Linked DNA regions of Sus scrofa: region 1 is linked to region 2. Evidence: chromatin contacts called from public promoter capture Hi-C data. All regions are on one chromosome and are shown on one strand. Each heading gives the region's core, a stretch centred on a gene start, on an enhancer-like site or on the middle of the called end of the contact. The rest is flanking DNA. Distances are from core to core; before and after follow the strand shown.

Region 1 (5,422 bases), core at 1,495-3,994, 200 kb before region 2:
TATACCAGGGACTATTCTAAGCATTTTGGATTCATTTACCCTCAAAACAACCCTATGAGGGAGTTCCTGCTGTGGTGCAGTGGATTAAGAATACAACTGCAGGAGTTCCAGCATGGCTCAGAGGAATCGAACCCAACTAGTATTCATGAGGATGCAGGTTAGATCTCTGGCCTCAATCAGTGGGTGGGAGATCTGGCGTTGCTGTGACTATGGTGTAGGTCACAGACTTGGCGCAGATCCGGCATGGCTGTGGCTGTGGTGTAGGCTGGTGGCTACAGCTCCAATTTGACCCTAGCATGGGAACTTCCATATGCCTCAGGTTCCACCCTAAAAAGGAAAAAAAAAAAAAAAAAGAATCCAACTGCAGCAGCTCAGGTTGTTTCAGCAGCACTGGCCTGGTGCAGTGGGTTAAAGGATCCAGCGTTGCCACAGCTGCAGCTCGGATTCAATCCCCGGCCCAGGAATGTCCATATGTCACAGGTACTGCCTTTAAAAAAACAAACAAACAAACAAACCCAGAGTTCCCGTCATGGCACAGTGGAAACGAATCCGGGAGGTTGCAGGTTCGATCCCTGGCCTTGCTCAGTGGGTTAATGATCCGGCGTTGCCGTGAGCTGTGGTGTAGATCGCAGATGCAGCTCGGATCTGGTGTTGCTGTGGCTGTGGTATAGGCTGGCAGCTGTAGCTCCAATTAGACCCCTAGCCTGGGAACCTCCAAATGCTGCTGCTGTTGGGGCCCTAAAAGCACAAAAGGCAAAAAACAAAACAAAAACCTATAAAGATGGCATTACTCTTATGTCCATTTTACGTGAGGATGTGACCAAGTAACAGAGGTAAATGGAAAAAAAAAAAGATTCAAACTGGCAGTGTGGCAGGTAGCATCATCCCAGACAGGAAAGCAAACACCTTTTTTTTTTTTTTTTTTATCATTTTTGGCGGCCCTGAGCCATATGGAGTTTGTAGATCAGGGATCAGATCGGAGCTGCAGCTGTGACCTATGGCAATGGGATCCTTTAACCCACTGTGATGGAGACTGAACCTGTGTCCTGGTGCTGCAGAGACAATGTCAATCCTGTTGTACCACAGCGGGAACTCCCCAAATACCCTCTTAAAAACAGTTCCTGCAGGAGTTCCCTGATGGCCTAAGGATTTGGGGTTGCCACTGCTGTGGCTCGGGTTCAATCCCTGGCTTCCATAGGACACTTCCACTTACACTCCTAATATGAGACTCCATCCTTGCAAAGAACTCAAATTTGATATAACCAAAATCAAATTCACTTCCTTCAAACACAATGTAATACACAAAGAGCTAAAAGCTTTGGAGATAGGCTGGGATTTCAATCAGAGTTCTTTCACTAACTGTGACTTGCAGACAAGTCAATTAACATCTCTTTGCCTGTTTCCTCATCTGTTAAGAAAAATACCTACCCTGTAGGATTGATCAAAGGGATTGACTACAACACATAGTGTAACTAGCATAGAGAATACTTAGTAAATAGCAGCAATTACTGATCACAAAAACATGCTGCAGCCAAGGCTGGGAGGATGGTCAGTGCCCGATTTTATTCAGGCCCCAAAGGGTGGATTCCTTTCCAACTCCTGCCATAACTGTCTTCACTGTCCATCTTTGCTTTATTTTTCTCCACAACACTTACAGCCATCTGCTAAGCTATCTTACTTACTGATTTTGTCTGCTGTCTGCCTTCCCCATCACAATGTACTTTCCCTAAGAGCAAGGGTTATTGTCTGTTTCGTTCACTACTACAGTCCCAGGGGCTAGAACAAATATACACAGTAGATCTCAGTATTTGCTAAATGAATAAACCTCCCTTCCTCCTATGGCAGATCTTCAGGACAAGTCCTCTCCTTTACACTCAGGACACAAATGTTGTCTGCTGACTTAACTACTAAGCGTTGGCAAGAACAAGGTGGAGGATGGAGTCCTGGAGAAGTTTACTGAAGACTTTCTTCAATCATTCGTTAGTCCCCCTCTCTCCCAAATTTATCATTCTCCTTGCCCAATCTCCAAATTCTGTCCCTCCTTTGTGACTACAGAGCTCACACGCTAAATAAAATTCAGCGCCAGACAGAACCTGATAAAATAGTCGTTCATTCATTCTAAAAGCAATTATTGAGCCTTTACGATGGGCTGGGAATTGGGACTATAATGCAAACGAGTCCCTAGGAGCTATACAGGTTAGTAGGATGGGCAGAAAAACGGTGACGATACCAAAAGCTGTGCAGAAGAAAGCAAAGGACGGTGCACGCACAGGGAGGAAACCACCACGGTGTTCGATGGGGACGGGAAGAGATGGATGGCGTCGAGCCCAGCCCCCTTGTGCTGATAGACCGGAATCCAAATAGGATGGCTAATTTGCTCAGTTACAAGGTACAGCAGAAGTTGGCGAGGGCTAGAATTCAGGTTTTCCAGGAGTCTCCTTCCCCCAGCCCCGCGCCACCTTCCACAGGGCTTTGGGCTTCTCATCTGCTACCTCTCTGTAGGTCCACCTCCAAGGTAGCCAGATCCCAAAAGCTTCTTTATAGGAAAGGAAATGCCCCTCCGCTCCCCAGCCTCTCGGACGCCTCCCCCGAGCAGCTTCCACCACCTCCCACTCCCACCCCCGCAACCCTCTGCCTCCCGGCCCCGGCCACTTCGGTAACATTCCCACTGCAGGACTCACTCCGAGGACTCGATTTCGATCGACATGGCTCTAGCTTCCTGAGCGCAGGCCTCACTCCACTCTAAGGCCCAGCCGCGCAACGCACCAACGACACCTCCGGCGGCCCCTATACGTCACTTCCGCTCGACGTCAGACGCAGGCTCTGGGCGCGGTCTGTACGGAAGAGGGGCGTGGAGTACGTGAGGGGCGGAGCTTCAACTCTTCTGTCGAGAGTTGGAACATAGGCACCGGCTCCTATAGAATCCTTTCTTTTTCTTGGAGGGGAAGTTATCCTTAAAGGACTGGTTTTAAAATTTTTCTTTTTTGGTTTACTTTTTAATTAGTTGACTAGATTTAAAGGTATAGTTGGATTGGGAGTTCCCGCTGTGGCGCAGTGGGTTGAGAACCTGACTGCTGCAGTTCAGGTTGCTGAGGAGGCATGGGTTCAAAACTAGCGCAGAGCATAGGTTACAGCTGCGGCTCGGAATCAGTCCCTGGTTCTGGAACTTCCATACGCCATGAATGTAGCCAATAAAAAAAGAGTTGGATTTACAATACATCTCTGGGAGATTAAGACATTGGAAACCAGTGGCCCAGTTAGCAACATTTGTAGAAGAGTTCATTAAGTTTAAGTGAATAAATGAAAGATTTTAAAGCCAAAACACATTTAAATTAATCTGATTAAGTTTGGGCCTTAGGGATTTGCATATTCACTTCTTCGAAAGAGCTAGATTACTTGTAGCATTTCCAACTAAGTATTTACTTGAAAATGGTTTCACAACAGTGATGCAATTACAAGAAAAACGACGAAGGCAAATACAAATATGTAAAAGGAGATTTGCGACTTCTTTTAATAGACTTTAAGCCATACGTAATTAAATTAGCAGAGACAAGTGAAAAGTAGAGATATTAATGAATTTCATGTAGGTTATTTTTTTAAATATTTTTTTGCCATCCTTTGTAATTTTTAAAAAAATATTTGCAGCACAATGGTAAGAAATCTGTGTTGTAAAATTTGTATTTTTAAGCCATTCCCACAGCATGTGAAATTCTCAGGGCCAGGAACTGAACCCCAGGGGGATCTGTAACAGCAGTGACAACACCAGATCCTTAACCCACTGAGCCACCAGGGAACTCCTGACTTTTAATCTCTGATTGACAGCCAATGCTCAGCATCACAAACTATCCTCATCCATGTTTCCTCTGTAACAGCAGATTTGACTATGACATTTGTTACTTTATATAATCAAACTGCACTCTTTACCTAGTTAGGAAGTTTCTTCCCCCACTAAACTAGTTGCTTATGTAAATCTTCTGTATCCCAACTATATAACCCATCAATTTCCATATCATTCCCATACCCAAAGCATAAGCTTTATTACCTTGCTGATCCCTTATTAGCAATTTGATAAACTGTGACAATTGCTAAATATCAACTTGTCTAGGATATTTCATTTTTTGGTTTATTTTGTTTTTGTCTTTTTGGGGTGGGGGGGGCTGCAGCCACAGCATATGGAGAGTCCCAGACTAGGGGTTGAATCAGAGCTGTAGCTGCCGGCCTATGCCACAGCAACACTAGCTCCTTAACCCACTGAGCAAGGCCAGGGATTGAACCTGCATCCTCATGGATGCTAGTCAGATTCATTTCTGCTGCACCACAATGGGAACTCCTAGAATATTTCATTTTTATCACTAGACAAATGAGGTCTCTCACATCTCTCCACCTGTACATGGATAAAGAACCTCAAACAGGCACACAACACAGACAATTTCTAACCTCTAAAAGGAAGATGAATACACTGCACACTCAAGAGCTGGGTCACAGCCTCCTAGACCTAATTTCTGGTTAATAAACAGCCTAGAGTGACCCCAAGGGAAATCCAGTCTCCTGATCACGTCCCCTTTCCAGAAAGCTGGCCCTTCCCAGAAGTGCATGTCTCTGCAATTCGTCTCCTTAATCCAGCAGAGGGCAGGCCAACCACAGGAAAGCTGCCATTGTAAACTAGGCTAACAGGTGTCCAGATAGTTTAAAAAGGAGAGGTGTATGGGAGAGAGATCCCCAATAAGATGGGCAAAGGAAGTAGAAGGCAAGGTCAATATTTAGGTGCTAAAATTGGGCAACTGTTTGTCCCTTTCTCTTAGGTTAGACCCATTTTATCGAACATGATAACAAGGCAAAGTCTAGAGAAAAATTATCGCATAATTCTACCTGCTCATGGCAAGACATGACTCAGAGTTCTTCTAACTCAACCTCCACTTTTTTTTAATTTTTTATTTTTTTAATTTATTTTTTCCCACTGTACAGCAAGGGGATCAAGTTATCCTTACATGTATATATTTCTTTCCCCACCCTTTGTTCTGTTGCAGTATGAGTATCTAAACATAGTTCTCAATGCTACTCAGCAGGATCTCCTTGTAAATCTATTCTAAGTTGTATCTGATAACCCCAAGCTCCAGATCCTTCCCATTCCCTCCCTCTCCCGTCAGGCAGTCACAAGTCTATTTTCCAAGTCCATGATTTTCTTTTCTGTGGAGATGTTCATTTGTGCTGGATATTAGATTCTAGTTATAAGTGATATCATAAGGTATTTGTCTTTATCTTTCTGACTCATTTCACTCAGTATGAGAGTCACTAGTTCCATCCATGTTGCTGCAAATGGCATTATGTCATTCTTTTTTATGGCTGAGTAGTATTCCATTGTGTATATATACCACATCTTCCTAATCCAATAATCTGTGGGTGGACATTTGGGTTGTTTCCA
Region 2 (5,683 bases), core at 443-2,942:
TTTTTTAAAAATTTTATTTTATTTATTTTTTGGCTGCGCCTTTGGCATGAGGAATTCCTGGACCAGGGATCAAACTCGCGCCATAGTTGTAAGCTGTGGCAATAGGAGCTTCCTGCTTAGAACCTTTTACTAACTTCTTTTTTTTTTTTTTTTAAGTTAGTTTATTTTATTTTATTTTTATTATTATTTTTTTTTGTCTTTTTTGTTGTTGTTGTTGCTATTTCTTGGGCCGCTCCCTCGGCATATGGAGGTTCCCAGGCTAGGGGTTGAATCGGAGCTGTAGCCACCGGCCTACGCCAGAGCCACAGCAACGCGGGATCCGAGCCGCGTCTGCAACCTACACCACAGCTAACGGCAACGCCGGATCGTTAACCCACTGAGCAAGGGCAGGGACCGAACCCACAACCTCATGGTTCCTAGTCGGATTCGTTAACCACTGCGCCACGACGGGAACTCCCTTTTACTAACTTCTTAATGCTCTTGGAATAAGATCTATTATCACATCCTGCAGGTGATGCACGTGATCTTCTTTACCTACTTCTCCAATTTCATACTGTGCCAAGCTCCTGACTCACTGTTCACCAGCAAATATTTCCATAACTTGAACTTAAGCTATTTCCTTCTTCCTTAACATTTGCACATACTATTATCTCTAACTCTTCACGTAGCTTACCCATCTCATCTGTCCAATTCAAAGAAAGCTGGCCACATTTTCTGGAGCAGATCCTATAAAGTCTATATCACTGTTTATTTCTTTCACAATGCAAATTATTCATTTGTAAATATAAATTACTCAGTTTTAACTTTTCCCCCCTAGACAGTTCACTTCATGAGGGCAGGAAGCATATTTCTTTTTCACCATTAACCTCCTCCAGCACTTAAAAAGACAAAATATGCATTATAACGGAAGTTAATGAAGACTTGTGTTTTTGGGGAAACCTGCACCACTGAATTACTTTACAAATGCAGATGCTTCACACTTAAATCTTGTGTTCTTCTTGGTAATGCAACAGCAAAACACACAAACAAAAGAACTCCACACATTCACCTAACAGTTTGTACTTTAAAAATTATCAGTGTCTCCAAACCTTTCCCCTAACGTTCAGTGTCAATCTATATTTGTCACCGTGCCCGCTCAAGCCCTTTGTCATATCTAATAAACGACCTTTCGTTTTCTAAACTGATTTGTAAGAGCCGATATGTGTATCATCTTTTTATCGTCTTTTTGCAGATTATTTTTTCCCAGGCTGCTTTTTAAAATTTTATCATTTAACCAATATTTTATTAGTCTAGCGACCTTCTATCCTGAGTTCATGGAATTTAAATTTACAACACTTAAAGAACAAAAACTAGTTATCCCACTTTCATAATAATTCCTGTAGAATTAATTTTTCCCTCAATTTGTTACACAACTTTCAGAGCAAGTTAGATTCCAGGCTGCCTTTCCACTACTTGTTTTTATTTTAACCCTAAGTCAGAATTACTCTAGTAAGGCGGTGATGTCTGAGCTGACTCCGGAAAACCAGGTGAAGCCGGTTGGGTGGCGGAATAAAAGCGCACGGTAGCAGGAGAGCACAGCGAATCTCAAAAGGAAAACGATAGATTACGCAAGCCCCAGCACGCCTACCCTCCCGGGACCTAGTCACCCACAGCCACTAGTTTCTTCCTTCAGCCTTACGCCTGGTGCGTCTATCTGACGTCATGACGCACCACACAGTCTCCACAGGCCGCGCAAGCTCTGTGGCCGTCCACCGGGCGCGCGGATGCGAATATTCTCCCGGCGCCGGAAGTCCAGGGCACGTGACCGGGTGACAGCGCTTGCTGGGCTGCAGGGCTCGCCTCAGGTGTTGCGGCACGGGATGGCGGAGGCGCCTCCTGTCTCAGGTACTGTCCTGGCCCTCACGGGACTGGGCCCTTCGCGAGTAGCGGAAATTGGGTCAGTGACGAGTCCTAAGGCACTGGCCATTCGTATCGCGAGAGTGGCGCGTCCTAGGGTTGGGATAGTGGCTCGGAAGGGCCAAGCCACGCGCGTCTTGCATACAGATCTCTTAACCATCTTCCACCGTGTGGAGAAGCTCGGCAGCTGGTTTTCCTCAGAGAGCGGGGTTGTCCCAGGGCGTTGATGTGGGTATCCCGCTCTCTTCAGGGCTCATCTCGGCCTTCCTGGGGCAGCGGCCGCACGGATATCCGACAGGCGGGCGTCAGTCGGGTCACCGCCCTTGACGGTGGCGGGCTCTTGACGCGAGGCAGGTTTGCGCGCTGTACTTCAGGAGTACTCGTGTGTCCTGGGGCAGCACTGCGAGCGCGAGCGAAAGACCTGTGGTTTCCATTCTCACCCTGCCGCAGCTCACAGTGTGACTGGGTGTTTTCCTCATCTTTGAGTTAGGAGTAAATAAATCAACTGTTGCGAAGGTTCCCGCCGATACTGTAACCTGTTACTTCCTCTACTGGAATTGTCTCTGTGTGTGCAGGCAGCCGAATTTGTTATTAATATAACGGCTGTTAATGTAACACCCATTTCCACTTCCTTCAAGGTACGTTAGATCTTTGTTTTCCAAACTCTTTGGACAGTGACCGAAAAGGAGCGTTTTCCATCTTGACCTCAGTGCACACAGAACTAAATATGAAAGCGAACCGAAAGTTTCAGGAAGCAATAGTTTTCCTTACTATCTCTAATGCACTCTAATACATATTTCGTTTGAAAAAAATACTTGTCACAATCCACTATGTGATTTGATTTCCTGACCCACTGTTTCTGAGAAAGGGGGCAGCAATTTGCAACACGAGGTTTGTGAACAGTCATTAATTTAAGACTTAGTTCTGCTACCTACCAGCTGTTGGGGCACCAAAAAGAGTATATATGTATTTGTGTACTTGGTGGCAGGTAAAATGTATTTATTACTATGGGTCTTGGTCAAAAAAGTTGGATAACACACTGCATCTATGTACCCCTGTCCTGATACAGGTATTAAGTCATCTTGGAGGGGGTTCCTTTTTAGGCTGGTGTTTTGTTATTCTCCCACCCATTTTTTTCCTAGATCCTCTAAATTGGATTCATTAGTCTTCCTAACCTTAGACTCACTTCTGGCCCATTTCTACATCCTTCAGTGTTTGAAGCAGAATTGAGTGGGGCTAGTAGTGAGTCATAGTTTTGATATTTGGTGTTGTGTTCTAGGTTACAACCTCTGCCCCCATCTACTGAGGCAAAGTCCACTAGTCCAAAGACCTCCCCACTCTGTCTCCTGTGCCTTAGTTTGCTTTTGCCATGGTTCCAATTCCATATTATTTCAGCATCATCTCTAGCCCACACGTCCATCCCACTTAAGGTTTAGTTCTCTTACCTTTTGCAAGAGAACAGCAGCCCAGTCCAGGGGATATCTTTCTGCCCAGGGGCAGACTCTCCAGCACCAGCTTTGCCTCCGGACTCTCTAATCTACAGTTGTATTTCCCCTTACTCTGTTCCACCCACCTATTGGTCACCTACCATGGTGTTATGGATCTCGGGTACCTCTTGGCACTATGGCCAAGCCTTGGGGATGAGACATCCTATTTGTTGTGTAACTTCCAGCTACTTAAAGTATTGAAAAAATAAAGGTGTCTTTGATCTCTGTGTCCACTTTCCTTGTATGCCCTTTTCCCCTTCTTCATGTCCCTTAAGGGTCTTTCTGAGGGCTTTGCCTACTACCCCATGCCTGGTGGAACATACACTGTGTGTGAATAGATGGCTGCCCTGTGTAGATTCTCTAGCTGCATCAACTCCTTGCTGCTTAACATGAGAATGCCCTCTTCTCATCCTTTACCAGGCTATTCTGGACAACTTTACTGATGTTTTCTCTGCCCCTCTTACCACCGTCTTCAAGTAGGGCAGGACTACGCAACACCCACTTCGTCTAAGCTTTCCCATTCTCCCTTTAAGTTATCTCTTATGTTTCTGGCACACCTTCTGAATTCGTCTGATCCTCTTGCCATTTTGTCAGGTCCTCCACATCATCCCCAGAATTCTGAAAGTTTTCAAGACAAATCATGGATTGAATGAGAGGTTACCCTGTGACCTTTATGGTCTCGCCTTTGTGAAAGTTTTCAAGACAAATCATGGATTGAATGAGAGGTTACCCTGTGACCTTTATGGTCTCGATCAGTTCTTAAATACACGTTTCTATGGTACCTGCTACCCAACCTCTGGCAATGGACCGTGGTGTAAGAGTGTCATCTCCAGGGCCATATAGCCTGGGGTGGAATCCTGAATCTACTTTGGAATACTCCTGTGGCCTTGGTCAAGCTGCTTACCCTCTCCTGGTCTCATTTTTCTCATGAGGAATGTAGGGGTTAAATGACGTGTGCACAGTGCTTAGAATCATGCCTGGCACGTGTTAAGTACCTAATTAATGTTAGGGTTTTTTTTTTTTTTTTTTGTCTTTTGTCTTTTGTCTTTTTTGTTGTTGTTGTTATTACTGCTATTTCTTGGGCCGCTCCCGCGGCATATGGAGGTTCCCAGGCTAGGGGTTGAATCGGAGCTGTAGCCACCGGCCTATGCCAGAGCCACAGCAACGCAGGATCCGAGCCGCCTCTGCAACCTACACCACAGCTCACGGCAACGCCGGATCGTTAACCCACTGAGCAAGGGCAGGGACCGAACCCGCAACCTCATGGTTCCTAGTCGGATTCGTTAACCACTGCGCCATGACGGGAACTCCAGGGTTTATTATTAAATCTAAAACCCGCAGGCTGTGCAGCACACCCATTTGTGGCCAGGTCTGTGTTTTGGATAGTCTATAGTCCTAACAGCAGTAACAAAGCACTGTTTTAACCCCTTTATACATGTTACTAGGCTTGCTTTAATCTTCATAGCAACCCTTTGGTGTAGGTACTCTTACTATCTTCATTACTAGGATTAGGTAACTTGCATGAAGACACAGTAAATGATGGGCAGGGATTTAAACCCGTCTTCCAGGCCCTATTGATTCATAGAATATTCTGTGTGCTACATAGTTCTGACTTTGCTACAAACTGGTTTCTTAGCCTTAGGCAAATTATTTCCTCTTTGAACTTAAGAGACTGGGTTGACTTTAAAAAAAGTATGTTGCAGGTAGAAAATGAGTAGGTTGAAGGGGTATATGCTCAATTTTTGAGACTCTGAGATTCTGGGCATGTTACAGAGGTTGGGTATGGAAACCCCAAGGTCTCTTCCTGGGGGAAGACATGGGATGTACTCATCCTGCTAAGTACTGTCTATAGGAAATCTTACTTAAATTCCACAATGATCCTTTGAAATAGTGTTGTCACCTTTTGACATGGACGGGGAAACTAAGGCTAAAAGCAATCAGGTGATATCCTTAAGCTCATGTCATAAGTTGGAGGGCTAGACTTTAAACTGATTGTGACTGAATCCAAAGCTTGTTTACTTAATATTACACAATGAAAGACCACATGAACCTTGCTGATTGATATCTCACCCCTGAACTGTTTGCTGACCTTACATTTCTTTTTTTTTTTTTTTTTTTGTCTTTTTGCCATTTCTAGGGCCGCTCCTGCGGCATATGGAGGTTCCCAGGCTAGGGGTCAAATCGGAGCTGTAGCCCGCCGGCCTACGCCAGAGCCACAGCAATGCAGGATCCGAGCTGCGTCTGCAACCTACGCCACAGCTCACGGCAATGCCGGATCGTTAACCCACTGAGCAAGGACA

The links. Promoter capture Hi-C pulls out the DNA fragments that hold promoters and counts their contacts.
Region 1: a promoter capture Hi-C map of fetal skeletal muscle shows a contact between it and region 2, with 4 times the contacts expected there. The contact joins the promoter of SMU1 here to the promoter of NFX1 in region 2. A contact is called at or near these places in 3 of 5 promoter capture datasets (fetal liver, fetal skeletal muscle and liver), 3 of 47 Hi-C or Micro-C datasets (blood, heart right ventricle and skeletal muscle) and 2 of 2 datasets of contacts at active chromatin or transcription factors (alveolar macrophages and skeletal muscle).

Annotation. Positions count from the first base shown.
Region 1 is chr10:33,396,705-33,402,126 of Sscrofa11.1, reverse strand. It overlaps SMU1 (DNA replication regulator and spliceosomal factor), which reads right to left and starts at 2,744. Exons shown (of 12, transcript NM_001243898.1): 1 at 2,682-2,744. The coding sequence starts at 2,707.
Region 2 is chr10:33,196,828-33,202,510 of Sscrofa11.1, reverse strand. It overlaps NFX1 (transcriptional repressor NF-X1), which reads left to right and starts at 1,692. Exons shown (of 25, transcript XM_021064702.1): 1 at 1,692-1,884. The coding sequence starts at 1,764.